2 separate regions of the Hordeum vulgare genome follow, and region 2 is linked to region 1. The links are chromatin contacts, called in public Hi-C maps. All regions are on one chromosome and are shown on one strand. The core of a region is the stretch at or near the end of the contact, and the rest is flanking DNA. Distances in the headings are between cores, read along the strand shown. Region 1 holds the start of LOC123436354 (protein SAMBA). Region 2 holds the start of LOC123436386 (WEB family protein At3g02930, chloroplastic-like).

What was found. A called contact is a pair of places that touch in the nucleus more often than the background predicts.
Region 2: a Hi-C map of leaf shows a contact between it and region 1, with 4 times the contacts expected there. The contact joins the promoter of LOC123436386 here to the promoter of LOC123436354 in region 1. A contact is called at or near these places in 2 of 6 Hi-C or Micro-C datasets (leaf and seedling) and 1 of 1 datasets of contacts at active chromatin or transcription factors (embryo).

What each region holds. Positions count from the first base shown.
Region 1 is chr1H:356,409,843-356,416,307 of MorexV3_pseudomolecules_assembly, forward strand. It overlaps LOC123436354 (protein SAMBA), which reads right to left and starts at 3,835. Exons shown (of 3, transcript XM_045115625.1): 1 at 3,650-3,835; 2 at 3,434-3,544; 3 at 2,999-3,291. The coding sequence starts at 3,773. The coding sequence ends at 3,218. It overlaps LOC123436338 (NADH dehydrogenase [ubiquinone] 1 beta subcomplex subunit 10-B-like), which reads left to right and starts at 3,914. Exons shown (of 3, transcript XM_045115624.1): 1 at 3,914-4,319; 2 at 4,414-4,481. The coding sequence starts at 4,034. The coding sequence ends at 4,445.
Region 2 is chr1H:357,057,985-357,064,562 of MorexV3_pseudomolecules_assembly, forward strand. LOC123436386 (WEB family protein At3g02930, chloroplastic-like) reads right to left here and starts at 2,489. Exons shown (of 3, transcript XM_045115628.1): 1 at 1,679-2,489; 2 at 1,111-1,408; 3 at 1-1,024. The coding sequence starts at 1,698. LOC123436428 reads left to right here and starts at 4,253. Exons shown (of 7, transcript XM_045115630.1): 1 at 4,253-4,569; 2 at 4,651-4,752; 3 at 5,109-5,217; 4 at 5,734-5,849; 5 at 5,929-6,117; 6 at 6,552-6,578. The coding sequence starts at 4,436.

The DNA of each region.
Region 1 (6,465 bases), core at 2,585-5,084:
ACTACCACAGAACACTGATAATTTATAGCAATACCCCAGAAGTATCAGGGGTGCAAAGATAGCTTTAATGCGCGGCTCTGAGTAGAAAAACGGCCTACATTATTCTAAATTTCCAACTTTCAAATCATTACCTCTGGAAAAATCTTAGTTAGGTCGTACATTCTTATATCATGCTTGTCAATATGTTATCAATGCAATTTGTATCCTTCCCCTCACATTACTAAGTTGTGGGGCACAGAATAGATCATACTATGATTGGAAGATTGGTAATGGTAGGAACATTAGATTTTGGCATGACAAATGGGCTGGGGATTGTTCCCTTAAAGTTAGATTTTGGGACTTGTTTGATATTTGTAATCAACAAGATTGTGTGGTGTCCCATGTTTGGGATGGTACTGACCTGAGACTTACATTTAGAAGATGTGTAGGTAGGGATTTGATGAATCAGTGGGAGAGTCTCATTGATTATATTAAAAATTACCCCCTATCTAATAATCCTGATATACCTGTGTGGGTATTAGAGAAAAATGGGGAGTACTCAGTTAAGTCTTTTTATAAATGTATCAATTTTGGTGGTGTGGGGTCTCTATATGGAGATGGCTTATGGAAGGTTCTGTGTCCTCAGAATATCCATGTTTTTCTTTGGTTGTGTCTTTATAACAAAGTTCTGACTAGAGATAATGTGGCTAAGAGGAAAAGCATGGATGACCTCACCTGTCTGTTCTGTAATGAAGAGGAATCTATACAACATCTGTTTTTTAACTGCATCAATGCTGGGCATATTTGGTCTATTATTTCTGATTTTTTTAAGATTAGAAAGATTCAATGTTTTGATGATGTTTCTTCTATGTGGAAAGACAAAAAGAAAAGAACTATGCTTAATATGATCACTGCTGCCTCCTTGTGGAGTATATGGACTTTGAGAAATGATTTCTGTTTCCAGGGAAGATCATGGAGGGGTCTGGGCTGCGGCCTTGCCAAATTAAAAGGGAACTTGCAAAAATGGATGGTGCTCTGCGACGCTGCTCAAGTGGAGGTGCTGAGAAGGTTTATTTTGCTCCTGGACAAGCATCGAGGCGAGCTGCTTCGGATTGCCTGGAGGGATGAGTGATCTTGGCTGTAATAAATAGCGTTATTTCCTTGCAGACTTGTCCTTTGTTTTCAGTTTGTGGTAGTTCTTTGTATGGTCTGGCCGCCGTTCAGGACTTTACCTGTGTGTATCGCCTGATGTGTGGTGTGGTAGTGGAGCCTGGTTTTAGGCGTCTTTGAACTGTGTTCTATCTGCTTCATTATAAAGATGGGGCAGGGGGGGCAACCCCTTTCATTCAAAAAAATAGATCATACTAGTATGTATAGAATAACACTGCAAGTCTGCATTCAACAAGCCGCGGAGACGATATAGAGGCAGATGTACAGGGTGGGCGGTGATTACTCAAGAACACTGGCCATTTACTAGCAATATACAACAACAACAACAACAACAACAGCCAAGCCTTTTAGTCCCAAACAAGTTGGAGTAGGCTACAGTTGAAACCCATAAGATCTCGAAGCCAAGTCATGGCTCTGGAACGTGGATAGCTAACTTCCACGCACCCCTGTCCATGGCTAAGTCTTTGTCGATATTCCAAACCTTCAGGTCTCTCTTAACGGACTCCTCCCATGTCAAGTTTGGTCTACCACGGCCCCTCTTAACATTCTCAGCACGCTTTATCCGTCCGCTATGCACCGGCGCTTCCGGTGGCCTCCGTTGAATATGTCCAAACCATCTGAGACGATGCTGGACCAGCTTCTCTTCAATCGGTGCTACCCCAAGTCTCTCTCGTATATCGCCATTCCGTATCCGATCCTTCCTTGTGTGGCCACATATCCATCTCAACATGCGCATCTCTGCTACACCTAACTGTTGGATATGTCGTCTCTTGGTTGGCCAACACTCCGCGCCATACAACATCGCATGTCGGATAGCTGTCCTATAAAACCTGCCTTTTAGCTTGTGGCACTCTCTTGTCACAGAGTACGCCAGAAGCTTGGCGCCACTTCATCCACCCAGCCTTGATTCAGTGGCCCACGTCTTCATCGATATCGCCATCCTTCTGCAACATGGACCCCAAATATCGAAACGTGTCTCTCTCCGGTACCACCTGCCCACCAAGGCTAACCTCTCCATCCTCATGCCTAGTAGCACTAAAACTGCACCTCATGTATTCAGTTTTAGTTCTACTAAGCCTAAAACCTTTCGATTCTAGAGTCCGCCTCCATAACTCTAACTTTCTATTAACCCCCGTTCGGCTATCATCGACTAGCACCACATCATCCGCAAAGAGCATACACCATGGGATATCTCCTTGTATACTTGGGAGAAAAACAAAAGCCTGCTGTTATGGCAAAACCCCAGAAATATCATGGGTGCAAAGATATTTTTCAACCGTCTAGCTTTGAGTAGAAAACCGACCTATATTCTTCATTTGGGTCAAAAGTTAATCCGCTGCAACATCAAAGTGTACCGTGTTGGGCTATCAGATTGAAGATCAACTCAGAAGTGTTCAGGTAATAATGTGTTTTTAGGACATTCTCTTGTTTGAAGGATGAACAAAGAATTAGCAATTGGAATCACGTATTAGATGCATATAAGAGGAAGCCGCCAGCCAGGCATGAATAAGATCACAAACAGCTATGAAACAATCCCATACAAAAAGGATGACCAAGTTGACCAAGAAGAAAATATACCTTGCATTTTTTCTACTACCAGTCTATTGTATTCTAGGACAAAATGCCACAGTTAATCTCTTTTCTAAAGTTCAACTCACAGGCGATAAAATAGATATTGATACCACTATATATTGCTGGTCAAGACTGAAGATCAAAGATAATGAAAGTGTATGTGCTTATCAATATTTTACATTTTCACCTACAAAGTCAACACACTGTATCTCAAGATTTATCTGAGAAAAATTTTTGGGATCAATTTGCAAGGATTTGGTGCAAAAGGCACAAGTCATGAACATCATCATAACAATTGGATTACTTAAATGTAAAGCATAGCATGTACCTGAAACTGATTTAAATAAGTTATGACTTATGAGCAACAGCAGCACACTTGGGTCACCTAAATATCCTAGCATGTACTTGGAAATGATTTAGATGAATGCAACTCCAGGTGTCTGGAATCAGATGACAGCCCCTAGGAGCACAGCCTGGATGGAAAATCCTATAATCCCTAGCAGTTCCTTGTCTTCTTGGCCGCTTGATCCAACTCCGCAATTTTCCCCTGTTGCTGGGGCAGGTAACCACCTGAAAAGCTCATCCCAAGCCGGAAACAAACATAAACTCTTGTGACCGTATCACACACAATATCAATTCGAACAGTAATCCATAATCAACCATAAAATCTTATGCTGATTTTGAATTTGAGTGAGATTTATGGTGCTGTTACCTCGCTTGGAAACGAGGTTGATGCGGGAGCGCGGGGCGGCGAACATCCAGCTGTTGTCGTCGAGCGACCTGACCTCCTTTTGCAGCGCCTCCATGACCTCCGACTTGAGCTCTGCGGGGGAAGCAGCCAGACCAATTCCACTGCTTAACTGAGCGGAGGAGGTCTAAAAGGGGAAGGGGACTAGGGCTTGGGAGGTGCCGAGGGGGATGGATTTACCGGTCATGGCCTCGTCCTTGCGGTAGAGCGCGTCAATCGAGTCGGCGAGGTCGTCGGCAGCGGAGAGCGCGATCCCGCCTCCCGCGCTCGCCGCCGAGACGGTCGACCTCGCCGGAGAGCTCATCGGAGATCGGCCTCGTTTGAAACGCGGCGCCCTTCCGTGCGGGTGGGTCACTTGGTCAGGCAACGAATTATACGGCCCCGCGAAGTGGGCCGTGTGGATGGGCCATATAAATGGGCCGGGTTGCTACTGTAAGTGGGAAGCCATCTGTTCGTCTCACTCTCTCCATCCATTCCCCAATCCCCACGACGAGATCCACCCCAGGCAAGGAGAGAAGGGAGGAGAGAGGCCGGCGGCGGAGGCGGAGCAGGAGACGACCGGAGATGGTGCGGAAGGCGAAGGTCGAGTTCGACGAGAGGCCGCCGGATGACTTCGACCCGAAGAACCCGTATGGGGACCCGGTGGCGATGCTGGAGTACAGGGAGCACCTGGTGCGGGAGAAGTGGATCCAGATCGAGACCGCCAAGATCATCCGCGACCGCCTCCGCTGGTGCTACCGGATCGAGGGCGTCAACCACCACCAGAAGTGCCGCCACCTCGTCGACCAGTACCTCGAGTCCACCCGCGGCGTCGGATGGGGCAAGGACCACCGCCCGGCGGACCTCCACGGTACTCTACTCCCACCCGAGTCCTCCTCTGCCTGCAGGCTATGGTCTCGTCTGTTCCACTGGCTGATATGGTTTGGTTGTTTGGTGTCGCGCAGAGCCCAAGAAGGTGGTCGAGGTCGAGGAGTAGCTCGGCTGCTTCTCCTGCTGTTCCTGGAATGGACAGGTCAGGCTGCTTGCTTGTTATGCTAAGAAGAATCCTAGTTATTTTGTATGTGCGATGCAGCTTTCGGTGCCGATTAATCTTAAATAAATGTGTACATCACCCTGTTACATGCACTAACTTCAGATTTTTGTCTGGAACTCTGGATTGGTCACATTACCATGCTTAGATGGTTGGGAACCTGGGAATGGTGTAGTAGTAGAACAACAAACATTAGCACATGCATAGGAATCATTTTTGGTTTATAAGGGGTTTGAACAACTGGAAGGGTGTTTGTCTTGACAGCACGACTGGGCGTGCAAACTGTTCTTTCCAACTAGGGCTTGGGAGTACTCTGCTACTGTTCTTTCCAACTTGTATCGAAGTGGATGTTTTCCTCTTGACGGACAACAACTACTATGCTTTTCATGAAACGGAAATGAGGGGTATTAAATCGTAAAACTTCCCAGTGAAGTATCCCTCATTCAAACGCCTAGTTAATCGACTAAAGCCACATCCCAGAACAAACGTGGGTCAGAAAAGCGGATATGTGTGAAAGTGCAAGCATAGCCTCTCAACCTTATGTGTCCCCTCACCTCTCAGCCTCTCTCTACTGCTGTTGGCCTATTTCTTGCCTTGCCTGAACCTAATATCGAATCAAGACCTACATGAAGTCTGAAATTGAAAAACACGGGATTTTGACTTATTAAGGAAAGGTCTTGACCCTGGATGAACTTTCTCGGAAATAGTCTTGATAGTAGTGTGTGTAGTGATAGCTAGACAACTATTACCTCCGTCTCAAATTACTTGTCTTAGATTTATCTAAATCTAAGACAAGTAATTCGGGACGGAGGGAGTATTATTTTTGGTTCTTGTGATCATACTCCCCTGGATCAGATTATGATAGGTTCATAATTTTATGAGCCCTTGTCATAATTCATTGTTCACCAGAATAGTTGGTAAGCTGGATTGCTGTGGCACACTCTGCTACTTGGTCTGGGTAAATGAGTACACTTAATGTCTGAAAACACTTACAGGTTACTTTGTAACAGTTGAAACAACTAGAAAGCTTACTTCATCCCAAATTTGCCCACACATTATTAGGGGTGGGCAAAAAAAAACAAGAACTGGAGAAAGAAACTTCGGTTGCTACTTTGGCTAGCAAATGTCATGAACCGAATTTAGTTCGATGAGATCGGTTATCGAGCTCGGTTGACTGAACTAACTTAATTGGTGCACAAAGGCCCACGCAACTAAGCCCAGTAGACTTTCTAGTAGCAGCTCTACACATCCACGTGCCCGCTCAAAAACAGAATGTGACCACTTATCCCTTTTCCAGCCACACATCCCTTTGCCAGCTACACATCAATCCAAACATACGCCGCCTCCTAACCCTGATACACTCCAGTTATCAACCCGCCGCCGCAGCCACCATTTGCCCATGCACCTCGTGCATTACCGGCAATCGGCGGCTGGGCGACCCCCATGGTGCGGACGGCAGCCGCCAGCGACCATGACTACCTACGACAATCCTCCTTCATATTCGGCGACGATATCTTGCTCCTACTGTTCCTCCCCCAACCCCTTTGTGCTTTGGATATCCTGATTGATTCCTATTCGGCTGTTCCATTTTTTTGCTTATGATTTTACTCCAGTTTCTTCGAATAGATTGGATCCTCTTCGGTTAAAACCGATGACCAAACCGAATCATCGGTGCCAAAAACATTCGGTTTCGCATCTCTGGAGAAACCAATCGGTCATCAGTTATGGCAGTATCGAATTTCTTTGATGCCCGAAGAACCGGACCGATTGGTACGGTTAGACCGAACACCCAGTCCTACACATTATCCTGTTATCTAACTTACTTGAAGGACTGCTGTCTGAGTTCATTTGTTACCGATTCTTAAAGTCAATGTAAGAGACAGTAAGAGGATGTATCTGATTTTATACTGAGAGCATCATCTTCCACAGCTCAAGCCTCTGGCATATTCTCATGCAAGGAATTAAT
Region 2 (6,578 bases), core at 1,239-3,738, 650 kb after region 1:
TGGCCGCCTTCTCGTTGCTGACAACCTGCCGATGTGCCTCATTCAGTAGCTCGTGTTCAGACCTCAGGCTGTCAATGGCGGCCTGCAGGTCCGATGCCTCCTTCCTCACGATGTCGAGACGCCTGTTGGTCTCGAGGAATCCTTCCTTGTACTGGCTCGCTTCGCACTCTGATGCCGCAGCCTTCTCTGTCAGCTGGAGGAGCTGCGACTGTGCTTCCTGGAAACTCTTTGTCAGGGACGCCAGTGCCTCCTCATTGGATTTGTTCAGTGACGTGATCGCCACTAGGCGATCGTTCAGCGCCGCTGCCTTGTTCTTCCACCCTTGCGCCGACTGGTCTGCATCCATCTCTGCCCTCTTGGCGTACGCAATGTCGATCTTGAGCCCCTCAACCACTTCTTCTGCTCTGACCAGCTTCTCCTGAAACGCCATTGCTCTCTGGAGCTCAGCTCGCAGCTCTGTGGCTTCGGACCGCAGCTTGTCGATGATCTCTTCTGCTCCTTTTTCTCTGCTCTCCATCTCAGACTTGAGCCGGGTCACCTCAGCCATCAGGATCTCCATCCTTTTTGCAATTCCCTGCGTGGTCTTCTCGGCCTCGTCGGCACGGCTGAGGGCCGAGTTCTTGGCCTGGGCGGTCACCGCCAGTTCACCCATGGCATTCTCAAGCTCCTTGGTCGCCTTAGCTAGGGAATTGACGTCTTGGGCATGTCGCTTCGTGATGTCGGCGTGCTTCCGCTGCCACTCCTCCTCCTTCCTCCGGGCGAGCTCCATGCTCGCCTGCTCCCGCTCGACGGACTTGAACCTCTCGAGCTCCAGCGCCTCTTCGGCTCGCCGCTGCGCGGCCAGGGATTCCTCGAGCTTCTGGTAGGCCTCGTCGGCCAGCGTCTTGGTGAGCACCAGGTCGCCATGGACCTGGGCTCTGTCCCTGTCGATGTTGGCCAGGTGCTCCCTCGCGTTCCTGAGGTCCTCCTGGACGAGGTTCAGCTGTGCCTGCAGCTCCGACGCCTTGGCGACCCTCGGCTGCCTCTGGAAACACAAGAAAATCAGTCACGAGGTGCATGAATGGACTGGCAAATGTACATGATTCTTTTGTCTGTGTTTCGTTCTCTCACGTCGGGAGTAGTAGAGGTACGGTGCGGCGATGCCTTGAAGTTCGATCGGCGTTCTCCCGGTGATGGCTTCTGGGCGGCATCGACGGACTTGTCGAGCGGAGCGGCGGCGGCAGCACGGGCAGCATTGTGTAACGGGGAAGGCGCCCTGGCCTCTGCTGCTTGCTTGCTTGATCCTGCAGTTGCAGCAGGTTTGGCTAGCCTGCTCACTCTAGGTGCTGAAGCATGGGCCCTGCTGTAGTTGGAACCGGAACTGGAATTAGCTGGTTCCTTGTGGTTGGAAGGTTCAGGCAGACTTGCCCTGCTTTAATTTCAGCAATACCAGACGTTAGATCATGCACAATTTCTATCAAAAATTACTACTGCTACATTGGAAGTTTTTTGGTAATTTGTATGAGATTTCATTGAAGGAATATCTACAAAAAGGAGCATGAAAATTTCGTTGGGGGAGCTGAACGACTGAATTTGAGAGTAGAGAACTATGCTGAGGACGGAAAATAAAAATAAAAAACTGGACATCTCAAGGCCTCAAAAATGCAGAAGATGGAGATGGACAAGAACAATCACTTACTTGGGCTTGGATGCGAGCATCGTCGAGTAGTGCCAGAAAGCAGAAGCAACCTTGAGCTTGGACTGCAACAAGGCTAAGCCAGCTAGCCCCTTGTTGAAGTTCGCAATCTCGCGCTAGCTTCTTAGCTGCTTGGAGCCAACCGAAGCTGGAGGACATGTGCATGAACGAGAGGATGACGGGCGTGAGACTGAACAAGTAGGAGGAGGAGATGGTGAAGAAGACAGAGTGGTATGCATGTTTGGGTGCCGGCGGTCTGGGATGGCACTCGCCTGCACGTCCATCCTACGCTCATCAGTGAATGAAACGGATGCTGTCGTGCGCGTCACCAACCTCCAGATACAAGTCAGCCTATGAGGCCCAATTAAATCTTTTTTTGTTTCTAACTTCAAGCCCAATTAAATCTTACCCTCACAGGCCGAACAGCTTTGTTTGTCGGAAGGGCCCCAATCTAGTTTTGATAAGAAAATAGGCCCAAAGCATTTCTTTTTAAAAAGGAAAAACAATCGTCTGACGATCCTCTCTTCTTCCTTTTCGCTCCTTGCTGCTGATGGGCGATTGCTTGGCGCTTAAGGTCCACCCACCTGTGGTCCGTCGCGCACGCGTTATTCTCGCTCGCTGACATACACGCATACTTAGCTCTAACTTAACTGACTCCAAGTTCTCTAAAAAAAACTGACTCGAAGTAAGAAGCATGCTACGAGCATCTCCAACAGGAGTAGGACAGATGGTATCCCAGCCCTTGAGGGTTTAGATGATGATGCTCGTATTATTCATGGATTTATTTTAAATTTTTTGACTATGCGTGTTCAGCGTGTTCAACGTTTTCGTCGACTATGAGACGTCTATGATGGCTTCGTCAATCTTAAGATGATATACCGGTTCTGTCTTTAAAAAATGCTCATAGAGATTTTACATCAACCTCAAGAAACACAATTGAGTACGCTATTTTACATCAATCTACTACGGCAGAAACTTTTCTACATCAATCTACTACGGCAGGAACTTTTCTGATGCCTAATATTTTTTTTGGTGCTCTAATACTGATTTTGAGTGCCTTATTTTACATTGTTTTCAGAGATGCTATAATGAATTCGGCGTTCATCTGAAGAACTTTATTATAAAATGGAAGAAAAAGAAAGATGAAACGTTAGCATCTAAAGAGAGGAAGACCCCACTTTGATCAATATATTCAGGTGGGAGAAACTCTCCTCCCGTGAAAATTCAAGAAAAAAGAGAGAGAGGAAAACCAGTGAACAACTCTAAGGCCCTGTTTGAAATGGTTGTAATTTTTTACACCTGTATTTATTTTACAGGTGTAAGTTACCGGTCATTTTTTGTTTTCTGTGTGAAATAAAAGGAAAACGCTAACTCTCTACCGGTTGATCGCGGAGAGCTCCGCCACCCGCGCAGCCGTTGGATCGCTTGATCCATGCTTGGTCAGGCACGTTCTGACGCTCGCATGCATAGTCTGTCATTCCTCTTGCCTATGACGTGCATTTTTTTATTTTATCTTGTGTTGCTAACTATAGCGGTGAACGACGGCTGTAATTTAGACAAGTTTTTGCAACATCAGCTCTGTTGTCAAAAGACGAAGTTTTTTTCTACAACTTAACCTATGTTGCAAAAGTTTTCTGCAACATGACCTTTGTTGCAAAAGTTTTTTCCACAACAGTACTTACATTGCAAAAGACGAAGAAATAAAAATTCTGCAACCAGACCTATGTTGTAAAAGTTTTCTGCAACATGATCTTTGTTGCAAAAGTTTCTTCCGCAATAGTATATGTGTTGCAAAAATACAAAGAAAAAAATTATGCAACCTAACCTATGTTGCAAAAGTTTTCTGCAACATGACCTTTGTTGCAGAAGTTTTTGCGGCATGACCTCTGATGCAAATGTTTTCGCAACATTACCTATATTGCAAAAGTGAAGAACACCGTTCGGCCGCTCGATGTCAGGGCCGAAACAACGAGCTTGTTTCAGCAACTGGAACGTTGTTTCAGGATGCATTTGATCGAGGGAAGCGACCGCGCGTGTACATCAGGCGTGCGATGTCGGGGACGAAACAACGAGCTAGTTTCAGCAAATGAAATGTTGTTTCAGGATGTATTTGATCGGAGGAGCGACCGCGCGTGTACATCAGACGTGCAATGTTGGAGCCGAAACAACGAGTTAGTTTCAGCAACTGAAACGTTGTTTCAGGATGTATTTGATCGGAAAAGGCGGCCGCGCGTGTACATCGAACGTGCGATGTCGGGGCCGAAACAACGAGCTAGTTTCGGCAACTGAAACGTTGTTGCAGGATGTGTGTACATCGGACAGCTGCGCACGCATACATCCAACGGCTAGTCACGTGATGGATAATTAATACGGATCCATCGGTGGACGCCTAGCTGTCCCCGAAATAAAAACAACGGGGTTAGGTCTGTATCTTAAACCGGTGAGAAACGGAGCCAAACGCGGCCTAAGGTTTATCTTCGGAAGAAAAAACTAAGGTTTTCTGCATTATTCAGAAATAAAACCGGTCTGTTCTGAAAATTATAACTAGGACAGGGGAAAAAAGAAGGAAGAAGAAATTGCCATTTTCCCTTTAGTTGCAGAGAAGAAGACTGATAATTAGATCCCCTTCTCCAACCCTCCGACCCATCTCAAAAGTCCGAACCGCCTCCGCCTTTCGCTCAAGCGAAGCACCACCGCCTCCTCCACCGCCCCTTCCCTCCTCTGGTCGGTGTCGTGGATTGATCGCCGCGGCGGGCGGCCATGTGGGTCGAGATACTGTGCGGCCTGGTGGCCTACAAGCTCATCCGCGCCGTCTTCTTCTCCGACGACGGCCTGGACCAGCTCGCCGACCTTGACTCCTCCCACTCCGATCTCTGCTTCGCCGTCGCAGCCAGGTACCCGTCTCTGCAGCCCACCCCCTCCTTCAGTCCCCCCAGGTAAACCCTAACGATCAACCCCTTCCATCTCCGCTCCAGGCTCGAGAAGCTCTATGGCGGTCGCTGCTTCGTCGGCCTCCGCATCCCCGACCCCGACGCCGGTGCGCGCCAGCATGTCGACGTCGTTCTCGTCACCAAGAGGTCAGCCCGCAACCACCCACACACCGTTCTCGTCACGTAGTTCTAGTTAGCGAATAGTGCTGGATATTAGAACAGATGCTGCTCATATCCTATTCCATCGTTTCATACGGATCTGTTCATGTATCTGTCCGTATCTCCTGTGCTTGTTGAATGTTGTGTTTAGCTGGTGTAACATACATACTTAGTATTAGTAATCTCATGTACTCAATCATACGGGCTTTGATGTGAATGACTGCATCAACAGATCTTACATATCAACTAATGTATTCATTATATCGTTGTCAGCTAATACGACTGACTGAACTGTCGCATGGTTTAAACTTGAAAGCAAGGATCTAAAGCTTTTTTGGTGACAGGGAGGTCATGGTGGTGCTAATCAACAATCTCTCTGGTTTTGTTGAGGTTGACAAGGATGGTAACTGGTACACCGAAAAGAAGCACAAGCAGGAGGTTATTCCTAACCCGGTACGTAATTTGAACATTCCATTTTGCTTAAGCATTCCAGAATTGTTGTTGTAATAACCTGTTAATTATTGAACCTAGTGTTTTGCAACTGTTGCCTTACCAAGTAGTATATTGTTGCTACCTCCTGAGGGGTAATTCATGACAATGAACATGAACTTGATAGTTTGTACTCCCTCTGTAAACTAATATAAGGCGTTTCAGATCACTAAAATAGTGGTATAAAACATCTTACATTAGTTTACAGAGTTAGTATTCCTCTGTAAACTAATATAAGACTGTTTAGATCACTACAGAGGGAGTACTTGTTATTGTGTTCTGAATAATAGGATCATTGCAGTTCCACACCAGACTTAAGTTCGAAGCTGGAAAAAGGAATATTCACAATCAAAACTCAAATGACTCTATTAGTTTATTTTTTCTTGTTTGATTCCTGCACATCACTGGTTTGTAATATAATAACCAAAATGGTACGAGTTGTATTATTGTCAATTCATTTGTTGAATTTTGTTCTCATAGGTACTAGAAGTCAGTAGGATAGCTGCCAATCTTCAATCATACTTGGAGCAGAGGGGAGCAACACTGCCTAATGGGATTGTAAACGGAAGAGTTGTACTGCCAAATCCCAACTGCAGGTTAGTTCTCTGTACATGACAAATTTCTTTTTGCTCTGCTGCCCTTAAATGGTTGCTCAGTTGTCTTGTGCTTTATCAGGCCTTCGTACACTATTAATCTTCAACCGGAGGTTATCTCGTATGATCAATGGAAAGATATTAAGGCAGACACGAAAGGTGGACTTTCGACATGGATTAAAGGTGCATTTCATGGAAACAAAAGCGACATCCAAGATTCGTTACTCCAAAATCTGTATTCTATTCTCAGCACGTCGCCTATGTGGGACAGGTAAAATATACCACCATAATGTTTTTATTTACTTCTAAAATTTCCATTGCTCTTATTCCTCCAATTGTCTTTCCTGGTGCATTAGGGAGGGAGGGGCTGGGATATAGTGAGAAAAAATATATCATGGCATTCGTATTTTGGTTGGAGAAATTTGGGTTTTAAGAAGCAGCGTTCAGATTGCAATCAGTAAATATTGTTAGTATGTACTCCCTCCGTTCACAAATATAAGATGTTTCAGATATTTCAAAATGGACTACATGCGGACTGAAATGAGTGAACACACACACAAAACATGTGTATATACATCCATTCAGAAAAAAGTTATGTAGAACATCTTATATTTGTGAATGTCGGGAGTACTATATTGCAGTTCAGTGAACACGAACACATAGAACCTCTGGTTGTATTTTTATAGCTTTACTTCCCTTTTGTAGGTTGGAACTCAGAGGGGACAAAAATGT